2 separate regions of the Bicyclus anynana genome follow, and region 2 is linked to region 1. Evidence: chromatin contacts called from public Hi-C data. All regions are on one chromosome and are shown on one strand. The core of a region is the stretch at or near the end of the contact, and the rest is flanking DNA. Distances in the headings are between cores, read along the strand shown.

The links. A called contact is a pair of places that touch in the nucleus more often than the background predicts.
Region 2: a Hi-C map of whole larva shows a contact between it and region 1, with 1.8 times the contacts expected there. The contact joins the enhancer-like site here to the promoter of LOC112043465 in region 1. A contact is called at or near these places in 2 of 2 Hi-C or Micro-C datasets (whole body and whole larva).

The regions. Positions count from the first base shown.
Region 1 is chr12:4,051,351-4,057,750 of ilBicAnyn1.1, forward strand. LOC112043465 reads left to right here and starts at 3,492. Exons shown (of 9, transcript XM_024078876.2): 1 at 3,492-3,843.
Region 2 is chr12:4,096,701-4,102,954 of ilBicAnyn1.1, forward strand. The region is part of intron 2 of LOC112043465; the gene reads left to right. Among protein-coding and RNA genes, the nearest start is that of LOC112043465, 45 kb to the left of the region's middle. Within about 2 kb of position 3,166, at least 4 of the 8 cell types and tissues checked have open chromatin away from gene starts, as enhancers often do.

The DNA of each region.
Region 1 (6,400 bases), core at 2,242-4,741:
GAGGAGATCCGCAAGCGAACCAAAGTCACTGACATAGCTCAGCGAGTCGCGAAGCTAAAGTGGCAATGGACCGGCCACATAGTTCGAAGAGGATTTTGGGGTCCTGGAATGGCAACCCTGCGCCGGATAGCGCAGTGTATGTCGACCCCCCAATAGTTGGACAGAGGATATCAAGGCGGTTCGAGACCATTGTGCTTGTAAGTACAAGAGGCATATGTCCAGCAGTGGACGTCTATCGGCTGATTACGATGATGATGATGATGACGATGATGATGATGATGATGATGATGATGATGATGATGAAGAAGAAGAAGAAGAAGAAATACTTTATTGCACACAAAAATACAATTATAAATTGAAACATTAAAAACATTAATTAAACTTAGCATGCAAAGGCGGCCTTATTACTATAAGTAATCTCTACCAGGCAACCCCTGACGAGAGAACTGAGAGGTGCAAAATATGTATTTATATATATAAATAATTTAAAAAAAAATATATAAATATAATATAATATATACGTAAATATAATATTAAAATTTACATATGTATTACATAATATATTACAACTAATACAAATACATATACATATATATATATATATATATATATATGATGATGATGATGATGATGATGATGATGATGATGATGATGATGATGATGATGACACTAATATCTAGCTATACAAAAATGAGCCTTACTCGACACGGGCATGCGGCTCATCCGTAGTGTGCGAACAGCATTGAGCTCCGTTTATTAATCATAGTCTTCTTCAGTCACAATGAAACAAACTACATTTTTAAAATGTTTTATAAACACGCGACGCTGCGACACGGAAAACAAAAAAAATCGCGACTTTTTAACCTACTCAAAAATAGGTAAAAATAAAAACGAAATTCAAATTGAATAGCATTGGTGGCAAGAAATTCAAAGTGAATAAGTACAAAGTTAAAGTAAAATAAAAAAAGTCATCCCCACTTTAAATGTAGGGGTACCCTAAAAATACCCCAAGATTTTAGTTTATAACTTTGTTCATATTTTTACCCGACTGCAGGAAGGGTTATTAATGTACATACTCATGCTAAATTACAGCTTTCTAGTAGTAATAGTCTCTGTGCTAAACCGCGGACAGACAGACGATATTAACTGATTATGAAACACGGCTAAAACTCAAGTGATACAACGTTCGGAGTATGCACGACTAGTTTCGAACCCATACGAGGCCCTTAGTTATGAGCTGGTTCTTGCAACGCGGCACGATCCAAACGATGTGGATTTGTATTCATAATCAGTTAATAGCAATAACACTCACGATGGTTTAAATCCTAAAACAAATGGTATTGTACGATAATCACAACAACATTCTACAATTGAAGACTAAGGATTTGGCAAGTCAATAACTAATAAAAGCTGAAAATTTTAAAGTATCTACTTACTCAATTAACTACTTAAATAATAATATTTCATCTAACTACTTGATACTTCCGCGCCACGATTTCTTTGTTTCTAATTACATTATACCTACCTACTGTATATTCTTTAGAAAATCTCTGTGGTAACACAAAAACCAATTTCTCACGCTTTAAAAGCTGTATACAATAACTCGGAAAGTTGTGCGAACGAAACGATGGTAAACGTCGGATGAATGTACGTAAATGCGGGTAGGTATAGAGAAAAAGCAATGACTTCTGTGCATACTACTATAATGACGGAGGATGTTTCTAAAGGAGGAACCGAGAGTAAGGTTTTCGCAATTGAAGCCTTAATTACAGGGCAAATTAGACTATTATCGCATAAACTCCACTCTTCTCTTATATCTCCCAGGATCTGCAACAGTAGTCAGCACTGCTGACTTCCATTACCGTCATGAATTCTTCAAAAGTCAACGAGTGTAGACATTGAGTTTTGTCGGTTTCAATGTTTTACCAGCCGTAAATGCATGTTTCGAGTAGGTAATGTGCTTATTTTTAACCCCCAGCGCAAAAAAAGGTGTTATAAGTTTGACGTGTCTATCTGTCTATCAGTCTGTCTGTGGCACCATACCTCCCGAACGGATGAAGCGATTTCAATTTTGTTAATTTTGCGCAAAAGATGACTTATGTGCGAGTGATCTTAGACATGTTTGATGAAAATCGGTTGAGCCGTTTAAAAGTTGTGTGGGGTGAAATTGGCGAAGAATAACCGAATGACTGCAAATACATATACTCTAGTGGAGTCTCAAATAAAAGCGCACTGAAAGAGAATGTTGATGACTTGATCGAGAGTGTAATTAATAATTTCATAATCTTCGGGAAAATTTCGAAATTTTCAATTTTATGTTAATATCCAGTCTCAACGGTGATACGGCTTGACAATTTAACATGTAAATTAGTTAGATAAATGCTCTCCAGAAGACTGTTAAGACCTCAGACGAAGGTTTGTTTAGAAAAAGATTTATATAACTAGATTTCAATAAATTGCTCGTGTAAATAATCTTTTTCTGTGTGCCACGCCGCTAATGTCCCGTGCAAACCTCGATAGCGTGGAACGCGCAAAAAAATTCCCGCGGAGAAATTGCCTCAAAGAGTTTTTGCTGAATGCAAATTAGTTCTAACGGAGTTTTATTGCTCGTTGAATAGCTGTTGATGTAGTGTTGTTGGTTTGATGGGAATCGTGCGGCTAAACACGTCGAATATGGCTCAACAACCGTTCCAGATCAATACTTATGTTAAGGAATACCGGGTACGTACCTAGTTTTATTAATTTTACGATTACAACCTATTTACGTTACTGTTAAACAAAGTGAGAAAATTAATATTCAAATGATACAAGTATTTCAGTTATTTATTGTTTAGATCATCTTCATCATTATCAACCCATATTCAGCTCACTGCTGAGCTCGAGTCTCCTCAGTAATGAGAGGGGTTAAGCCAATAGTCAACCACGGTGTCCCAATTCGCCGCTATGACATATTATAAAACCTACGCTCTCCGGAATCGGAGACTCTGTCTTAATTGTTTAGATACTACCCGCGTTCAAATGTTGGTAGAGCAGTTCATGGTGCCGAAACATCTTGTTGTGTACCTAAAAATCGTTGAGGTAATGATAAAAACATAGTAGATGACAGATGTAGATGTGCAGTTTTACACTTCAAATATAGACACAATGGTTACAATAAATATTGTTAACAAATGTTGTTTATAAATTAAACTCTACATCGTACTTGATGCACGCACGGTGACGTGTGCGATGTTTGCCAATATGCTATCAACGTAGCGATGAGCATTGAGCCCAAACTCCAAGGCATCCGTCACGTCATCCACAGGCCACAGCCGCCCGCGCGTGGTGTCGTGAATCGTAGCAATCATAGCGGGATCGGCGAGCTTCGTTCGGCTGTTATTGGCCTCCTTGTCCCCTCCTTAACGTGTGCCCGCGAGAGTGAACGAGACCTCGCTGCCCCTCTTTACCCTCCTGCCAGGGCCGGTCGGCGCGCAATCGGGTTTTATCGTCGACAAACTACCAGTTTTCAGCGGTCTGTACGCGTAAGTGTTCGTGTCGCTCGTTAATTACAGTTGAATCCGACTTTTATTTCGTACGTCTACTAAAAAAAACTCTTGTACAAAAAAAAACTGGATACGCTTCGTCGCAACGGATCAGTGCCGTGCAGATGGTGTAGTGTTGAATTGATTCTGTGAGAGTGCTTGTGACTGCTTACGCGACGTTGTCCAAAACGACTGCGTCGTGGATCCTTGACGCTCTGTGGATACTTCTCGTGAGAACTACGAACCGTCTACGTGGAATTGAACCGGACTGGTGTCACGCGGTGTTCCTTGAAGCTCTACAGTCTACACGCAAAAGAATACAGTAAGCGAGTGCATCATTTTCAAACCACTTGGCAGTTAATTATACTTAATTACGTTCCGTTATCTGTGCCGCTGTAACTATGTCGTCAATAAGCGATAACTTTTAATTTACTAATTGTGCTCTCGATTCAATTGTATTCAATTTATTTGTAAAAAAAAATAAACCTACCTATTCAATTTTTAATTAGCGAGCCGCCTTATGTTACTAAACGTTAAGTTAAACAAATTTCAATGTCACTACTTATCTTGATTGAGGAGTTACGTACGAGGAAGCGTAACTTTATTGTTCCTCGAAAAAGCAGCTGTTCTTTTATTTATACAGTTAAGCGAAAAAACGTAAAAGAAACTTGACTAGAATCAGCAGATTGCGTTGATAATAGGTTAAAATTGACAGTTGGTTAATTACAAGCAACGACTTGGCTGTGAAACTGCTTTCCAGCAAGTCTGGATGGGCGTGGCAAGTGGCCAAGTGTTGCCAAGGCCCACAGGAACGAGTTTTTTTGAATCGTTTGCCGAGAACAGTATTGCGAAATATCAGCATCCAGCTTTCTCGACGCGTAATTTTATTAGAGTTGATATTATTTAATGTGAACAGCGGGTTAGTTGTACCTACCTATATTGAATTTTAGATACTCTAGGTAGGTTAACTAAAGAAAACTGGGTTTAATACCTATTAATGCACATTAAGGGCCTACTTTTTGCAGTTCTATAGAAAGTAGAGTCCGGCGATGTTTTGTATTCATGCTTCAAACTTTTTTCCTAACACTGGTTAAAGAAGTTGAGAACATAATGCTATGTTTTGGTAGAAATCCCCTATTCGACAAATAATTTTGTCTTCAAAGCCACTTTAGTCGTGATTATGGCGTATTTCGAGCCTTATGCATTACTAGATATACACTCAGACAAATTATTGTATAGGACCTGCCCTGCTAGACGTTACTTTTCTGACAAAGTATATGATCAACGATCTAATGCGATTATAAAAAACTGTCTCTATAGTATCGATGTTTCATAGTTGTAATCGTGTTCGTCGGTTAAAGAGCTCCGTAAAATTCCTTCTTGTTTAATTGAATGGTGTAAAAAACGGGCATAATCTTCAAGTTTAGTATTACTAATATTATACTAAAACTAAGCTCGTTTCCCTCATAAAATGACAGGCAATTTTTTTCGTGAACTTGGGTGCGATACAATTACTGTTCAAAATTCATTTATTTCAAGAAGGCTCAGTTTACAAGCACTTTCGAAACGTCAGTTCCTTCTATAATTGGTCTGAGGGTATACATAATATCAATCACCTAGTCTGAACTTGGCGCTAGTAAATAATTATTATTTACGCATAATAATTATGGCCTTTTAACCTTGCGCAAGAGTCACGAGATTACCGCCATGTTGAATTATTGTTCCGATAGTCGTTTCAGTCATGAGTCAATCGTCTTATAGCGAAAAACCTCAATCAACAACAAAAGCTTTCGCTTGAATGTTGGATTAAGGGTCGGGTACCGAAAGCAGTAATCCTTGAGATGGTTCCTTAGTCAGGAGCCCTGATCAACGAGTGCCTTGGCACTCGAAAGTTTCGCAAACGGAAGAGCGAACTTTTTTTTAGAATATTTTATCTAGTGTTTTTATGTATTTGTAGTACTTCAAGAAGAGATAAAAAAGGCCTCTAAATTAACTAAGAGTATCTCGAATTTTGGTGATATCTAACCTTCCTAAAACGATAACATCGTTAATAATTAATAAATTTTCAAACAAATTGTAATGAACAAACTAACTAATAAAAAATCCGCAAAAAATCCATTTAGGTACTTACTTACTATCTTATAAATAATCGGCCAAGAGCGAGTCGGCCTTGCGCACGACGGGTGTCATTATATTTTAATCTACTATCTATAAAAACGGCAAAAAAATTGTTGTATGGGAGGCCCCTTAAATATTTGTTTTATTTTGTTTTTATAATCTTTGAAAATTTCAGCTTTCTCATGAACCGTGATTGTTAATCACGTTTCATTTCATGTAGGACGGACTAACGGACGGATAGACAGAGGAGTTTTAGTAATAGAGTCCCAAGTTTTCCTTTGGGTACGGAACCAAAAAAGAGAGCGAGAATTTTTTGTGTGCGTGAGTGCGTGCTTTTCATTTATTTGAAGAATTGTCCTATAAGACATTAATTGTGGTACATAATTATTATGTAGGTCACAAACTTTCTCGTATGTTAAAATTGAACTATATACAACACTGAACTCCTACAATAGGTAGATCCTCCTCCTCGATATTTTCTTATGAATGAATGACAATATAATATGAATTGCAAATTATGATGTAAATTTTGCCGAATATTGCCGTATGATTAAATCTAATAAATAATAATTTAATTAATCGAAAGTAATCGATCTCTATGCTTGTTATAGTCAACATTTATGAAGAATTCGTTTATTTTGAGCAGTGCTAATGTGGAAGGCGCACGGTTTCGTCGCTAGGAGCAAGTAGGTCGCGCCGCGCTGTCGGCCGCGACGGCAGAGGCCGAAGTTGCCAGCTTATAAACTACACTTCTTTGTTGT
Region 2 (6,254 bases), core at 1,916-4,415, 45 kb after region 1:
AACTTATATTAAAATTTCACGCATAACAAAAACATTGAAACTTTTTCAAAAACTTGTAACAACAAAAATGACTCACAAGAAATGTTTCGATGTTTCTCGCAAATCCAAACACGTCTTAATTAAATTAACCAATAAGTCGATTTTGTCGACAAAGTGGTTTTAATTGTTTGTGCGGAATTCACAATATACCTACAGTGAGTTTATGTTACTCCGTATCTTATCTATATCTCAATAACAGTTCTGTCAAAATAGGTTCAGCCGTTTATCGCTCGAGTAATATCCAGATACTATTATCAGTAATCTGTACCATATCCATTTTGCTCAGTATTTATAAGCCGTCGATCGGCAATTCTATTTCCTCGAGGGAATTATTTAATTTAATCACTTAATGAAAATTACCGTAACATACATTGTTAACCTGCGGTGTATACGTGTGTGTATGTTTGCGTGTGTGTAGACTGTAGGTGTGTTTATGTGTGTGTGTTATTGCGAGTGTGTATGTATGAGTTGCGAACCTCGCGAAATTGGTTGTCCGACTGACCCAATTGATTGCGTTGTCCGTGAGACGCAAGGTCAGGCGAGCCTTGCAATCGTTAGTTTCCACAGACTAAGCGTTCTATTGCAATAATATCCAAAACCACAATCATCAAGCCTCGTCGGTCCAGTACATAGCCAGCGTATGTGGTTTTAGATCACGAGGTTCAAGGTTCGTCGCGGTATAAAGTACCTCGTTATCAACCCATTTTCGGTTCACTGCTGAGCTCGTGTCCTCCAGAATGAGAGGTGTTGGGCCAATAGTCCACCACGCTGGCCCAATGCAAATTAGCAGACTTCACACGCGGAGAATTAAGAAAATTCTCTGGCATGCAGGTTTCCTCACTATGTTTTCCTTCACATGAGACACGTGATATTTAATTTCTTAAAATGCACACAACTGAAAAGTTGGAGGTGCATGCCCTGGACCGGATTCCAACCCACACCCCCCGGAATCGGAGGCAGAGGTCATATCCACTAAGTTATCACGGGTATAGGAGTTTACACTGTTGCAATTTTATATGTACCTACTACCTAGTACCAAATCTACCAAGGTCGAGAATTATAAATTAGATCCATTATTTGTTATGAATTTGTTCCCATATTAATTGATCAAAAACATGGTGGTGGACTATTGGCCTAACCTCTCTCATTCTGAGAGGAGACTCGAGCTCAGCAGTGAGCCGAATATGGGTTGACAATGATGAAACATAAATTCGAATCACTTTTTTCGGTATTTGAATCCTGATGTATTATTCAAGTGGTCAAACGCCGAATTGTTCACGAATCCATTATAACGGCATCGAATACCGAATCTGTGATGTGAATCACTTGAGTCTTAAACTAACTCCAATAAACGCTCGTGAAACAATGCGACGAATACGCCGTGAAACCTGCATACCAGAGAACACGCATGAATCCATTTAAAAGCGTTAAAAAAATAATGCTTGCCGATCGTAAAAGTAAAAGTTAACTGTATAAAGTGCCTCAGCTGAGTACTTCCTGTTTGTGATTGGTATAATCGTAACTAGACGGCGCTACTTGTCTAGTGTACAAGTACTTCTAGTGATAGCCATAATAACTTCATTTTATAAGAGCTGAATGTTTATAGCTCCTACCATGTATGGTAGCCAATGGGGATGGCTAGGGTTCCTTTTTTAATCCCCGACGCCAAAAGAGGGGTGTTATAAGTTTGACGTGTCTGTCTGTCTGTTACCGAACGGTGAAGCGATTTCAATTTTTTTTTTGTTTTCGTATGAATGTTGATTTATGAGCGAGTGTTCTTAGATATGTCAGATGAATTGAGGAAGAATCACCGAATATATTCGAGTTTAAATGAAAACACACTGAAAGATAATATTGATGACTTGAAAAAGAGTGTAATTAATAATTTCGTTTGTAAAATAAACAAGATTATAATTTGGTGTACTTGTTAGAGGTACGAGGACACGAGGATAAAATATAGCCTATGGCATTAACAATTAACGTGACTTTCTAGTGGTAAAAGAATTTTAAAAATCGGTCCAGTAGATCCAGAGATTACCCTAGTTCCTAGTTCCTACAGATGATGCAATTTAATACGATGTTGAAATATTTTCTTCAAACAGTTAATATTTTAGTAGTAAGTTTCTTAACTAGTAATAAAGAAATAATCAATAAAACGTTGTATCAACGTTACCCATATTGATTTTATATGAACAACACTTAATAACTCATTAAAAATTGATTTATAGACGTATTAATGCTGCTTTAAGCACATTGTTTATTATCATGATACAGTATAGGATTTAATTAAAAAGAAAAATACAATGCAAATAGATATTTATATATGTGCCTATTAGTTTGTTTTGTTTTTTCGCTTCGTACTTTTGTAATTTTTTAATGTTTTAGTTTATTAGATCGAGTTCGTCTTGAAGTTATTTCCATAAATTGCTAGACGTACCAAAGGCGCTGAAAGTGATAGCGCTTATTTGTATATAAAAGTAGACTTATGTATACTAATACATATTATAAAGAGATAAAGTTTATAGTGTTATAGGGAGTAATCTCTGGATCAACTAAACCGATTTTGAAAATTCTTTTACCACTAAAAGCCACGTTATTTGTGAGTGTCATATACTCGTATACTATTCCTGTATTCTCACAGAAACTACGCGGGTGAAACCGCGAGGCGTCGTCTAGTTATAAATAAGCTGATGATGTAGTGTCAACATCTTAGTTGTGAACTTTACTTGTGGCCTGGTTACGCGAAACGAGGGTAACGGTCGCTTCCGTTGCAACGCGCACCGGTCTAAAACTGGACGACGAAAGTAATCGCTTGCTCACTTTCTCTCCGAAGTACTCTTAGTACGAAATTATTTAACTTAAGAGTTATGATTACGACTCTGTGGCGCAAGCGATGTCTATTCTCGAGGTAATTTCCTTATATACTTAGTTACCTTGAATAGATTGTGAGGTTGTGATGGCTAGATCTTCGTAGTTTTATGAAAGCTGTATGTCAGTCTATGATATGAGGAGTTTGGACTGTACTGCCTTTAGGAGAAAGTAAGTTCCAAGGGTCCAAACACTCCAAATTTATACTTAGTAAAAAGCGAACAAAAGTGACACAACTAAACTTTAAGCTTAGTTTAAGCCTGTGTAGATATTGTCACAGGGGCGTCTTTACCGGGCTCTGACCCGGGACAGAGTAAAGAGGGCGCCGCGATCCCAGGGGCGGCCGAACGCCACTCGTCGCGCGGGTTGTAATGGCAGGCCCGGGCGCGGTGTAACCTAACGTAACCTCAAGTATAAAATGTTCCTTTAAGCATACCTATATGTTGTATGGAATTCTAGAGCTCTTACTAAATAAATGTGTCTAGTTTTAGCAAAGAGAGGCAAATAGAAAACTACTTCCAAGGTGTTTGTTTGCTACACAGACAGTTTGTGGTAAGTTGGAAGTGCTGTTTGTAAGCAGGTACATATTACATTTTAACAGTGCTCAGCACGCTTAGGTACTTAGCTAGAGACGCCTCTGTATTGTCATCATCGACGGACATCCATTACGATGTAGGCCTTTTATACATACTCCAAAGTTACACACACCCGCAAACGCGAACTAAAGCAGCGTGGTGGATATAAACTCCATATCCTCTCTCGTATTTAATAGTGGGCCGATTAAACAAATGACTCCGGACAGTGGAGTGCACATCATAGATGCAACAATCAACTGCCTACCCTAAGGTCTCTTTACGAACCTGTATTGAAAAAGTAATTTTCCGTTGTGTACTATTTGTACTTACGTCTTGTTCCTCGTCATTAACAACCCATATTTCTCACTGAATGAGTCCTCTCAGAATGAAGTGTTAAGCCTTAGTCAACCACGCAGGCCAAATGCGGATTGGCAGACTTCACACTCATAGATAATTAAGACAATTCATAAGTATGCAGGTTTCCTCACGATGTTTTTCCCGGACCAGATTCGAACCTACGCCCTCGAATCGAAGGCAGAGAATGCGCATATGACGTACACATCATTAATGCTAAACTATACTGCGTACCCTGAGGTTTGTGAACCTGCGTGTATTGAAAATTATAAAAAGTAATGCCTACCCTAGTTAAAACCTTGTGCATACCAATTATCTGCACGCCACAAACAAGTATGGCGAATTTTAATACTCGTAGTAGGTAAATTATTATTAGAAAAAACGGCTCGCGAAGACGTGACTGACCTCTAACGCTATCTTTCCCGGCAACGCGCTTGCAACCTTGCGAATTAAGGTTTTGCAATTCCGCTGGCGTATCAAGGAGACTGCCGATATGTTAGTTTGTATTACAGCTATAGCCAGTGATGTGTTATGATCTAGAGATTCTATAGAAATCGCCCTGTTAAAAAAAAATCCAATTATTTCAAGGTTACCTAATTCATTGCATTGAGATGCTAAGGAGACTGCACTGCAGATAAGTATTTTTTTTAATTTCAGCTGTACCAAGTGAGATGTTATTTAGCTCTAGAGTTCGCATTGTATAAGAAAAAGGCTTACAAGGTTATCAAAGGTTATAGCAACTGCAACCAAGGTTTATAGTTTAAATTATACAATGTTTTTTTATTTTAAAGGGAAATATTTTGATGTTTGTCATAAAGTTTTTAACTTGCAAAGTAATGAATTATTTGCGAAGGTTTTAAATTTCTCACACTCCTAAAACTACATAAATGTGACTAAAAACCAAATAATTACAAATGCGGTAATCTACAAATGTCAAATTACGTAAACTTTGTTGAACTCTAGCCGGTTTGAGAGCTAGTGAATTTCACAAAAACTCGAAGAATTTGATGAAATCTCGTGCTCGTTTAGTGAAAGGTTCGCCATTTGCCACCAGTGGAGCTGCCATTAAAAATAAAGAACTGGTAAAGCCTCAGGCACACTGGTGCGTTTGGTTTTGCGTTTAAACTTGCGTCGTTACACGCGCATTTGAAATAGTCTCGTGATCGTAGGACGCAGGGCACAACCATATGCTCAAGGCGTAAGGACCCATTCACACTGGTGCAGAGTTGAAGAAAAAAATTGCAACGTGGCAGCCCCAGCAAACTGTGATAGCCCAGTGGATGTGAGTGTGGGTTCGAATCCGGTCGGGGCATGCACCTCCAACTTTTCAGTTGTGTGCATTTTAATAAATTAAATATCACGTGTCTCAAACGGTGACGGATAAACATCGTGATGTAACCTGCATACCAGAGAATTTTCTTAATTATCTGCTTGTGTGAAGTCTGCCAATCCGCATTGGGCCAGCATGGTGGACTATTGGCCTAACCCCTCTCATTCTAAGAGGAGACTCGAGCAGTGAATTGAATATGGGTTGGTAATGATGAAATGATCGCAACGTGTTAAAAATGTGGTGATTATATTGAAAAATGCAGAGTATACTGAACTCTATCTCCATTTATTAACGACGTGTTAAGTAAATACAAAATTATTAATTATGTATGAAGACGCCTGGCGCCAGGAGATGTGCGATGAAGCGCTTACTAACGTCTGCCTCGAGCAAATAATCCGTCAATCAATCACCGGCCATCATGTGTACAAAAATGTATCACACTAATATTATTAAGGCGAAAGTTTGTGTGTAAGTGTGTAAGTATGTTTGTTCGTCTTTGACGCTGCGATTACTCAAGGGATTTGGCTAAAATTTGGAATGGAAATAGATTTTACTCTGGATTTACACATAGACTACTTTTCATCCCGGAAAAATCCATGGTTCTCGCGAGATTTGTGAAAAACTGAATTCCACTTTATTACACAATTAATTATTAATAAAATTTCAATTGATATTGATATCGATTCTTATAGGTTTCGTTAAAATTACTTTTGAATAATCTTGTCCGTGTTACTACTGGTTCGAAAAGCAGATTTGACCAAGCCAGTAAAAAACTCACCAGCACCTAGGTAGTTGCTCTTTTTAAAAATAAATGTTACAATTTGTAAAATGTATGTTCTGTCTTGTGCGCAAAAGAAAACAGCCGATTGCTTTCATGAATCTTTGTCATTAAGATAGTCAATAGTCATCAAAACAAGATAGAGTTCAATATACTGTAAAGTGAAAAAACATGGTCATTTCGCTACGCTACGACTTTGCGCTAATGTGAATGCAGCCTAAGGCCATGACTCGGCATGCGGGCAAAAAAACCTGAATTGCCGAGTGCGAGAGGGAAAGACGAGGAATCAAACAAGTGCGTTACCCCCGCG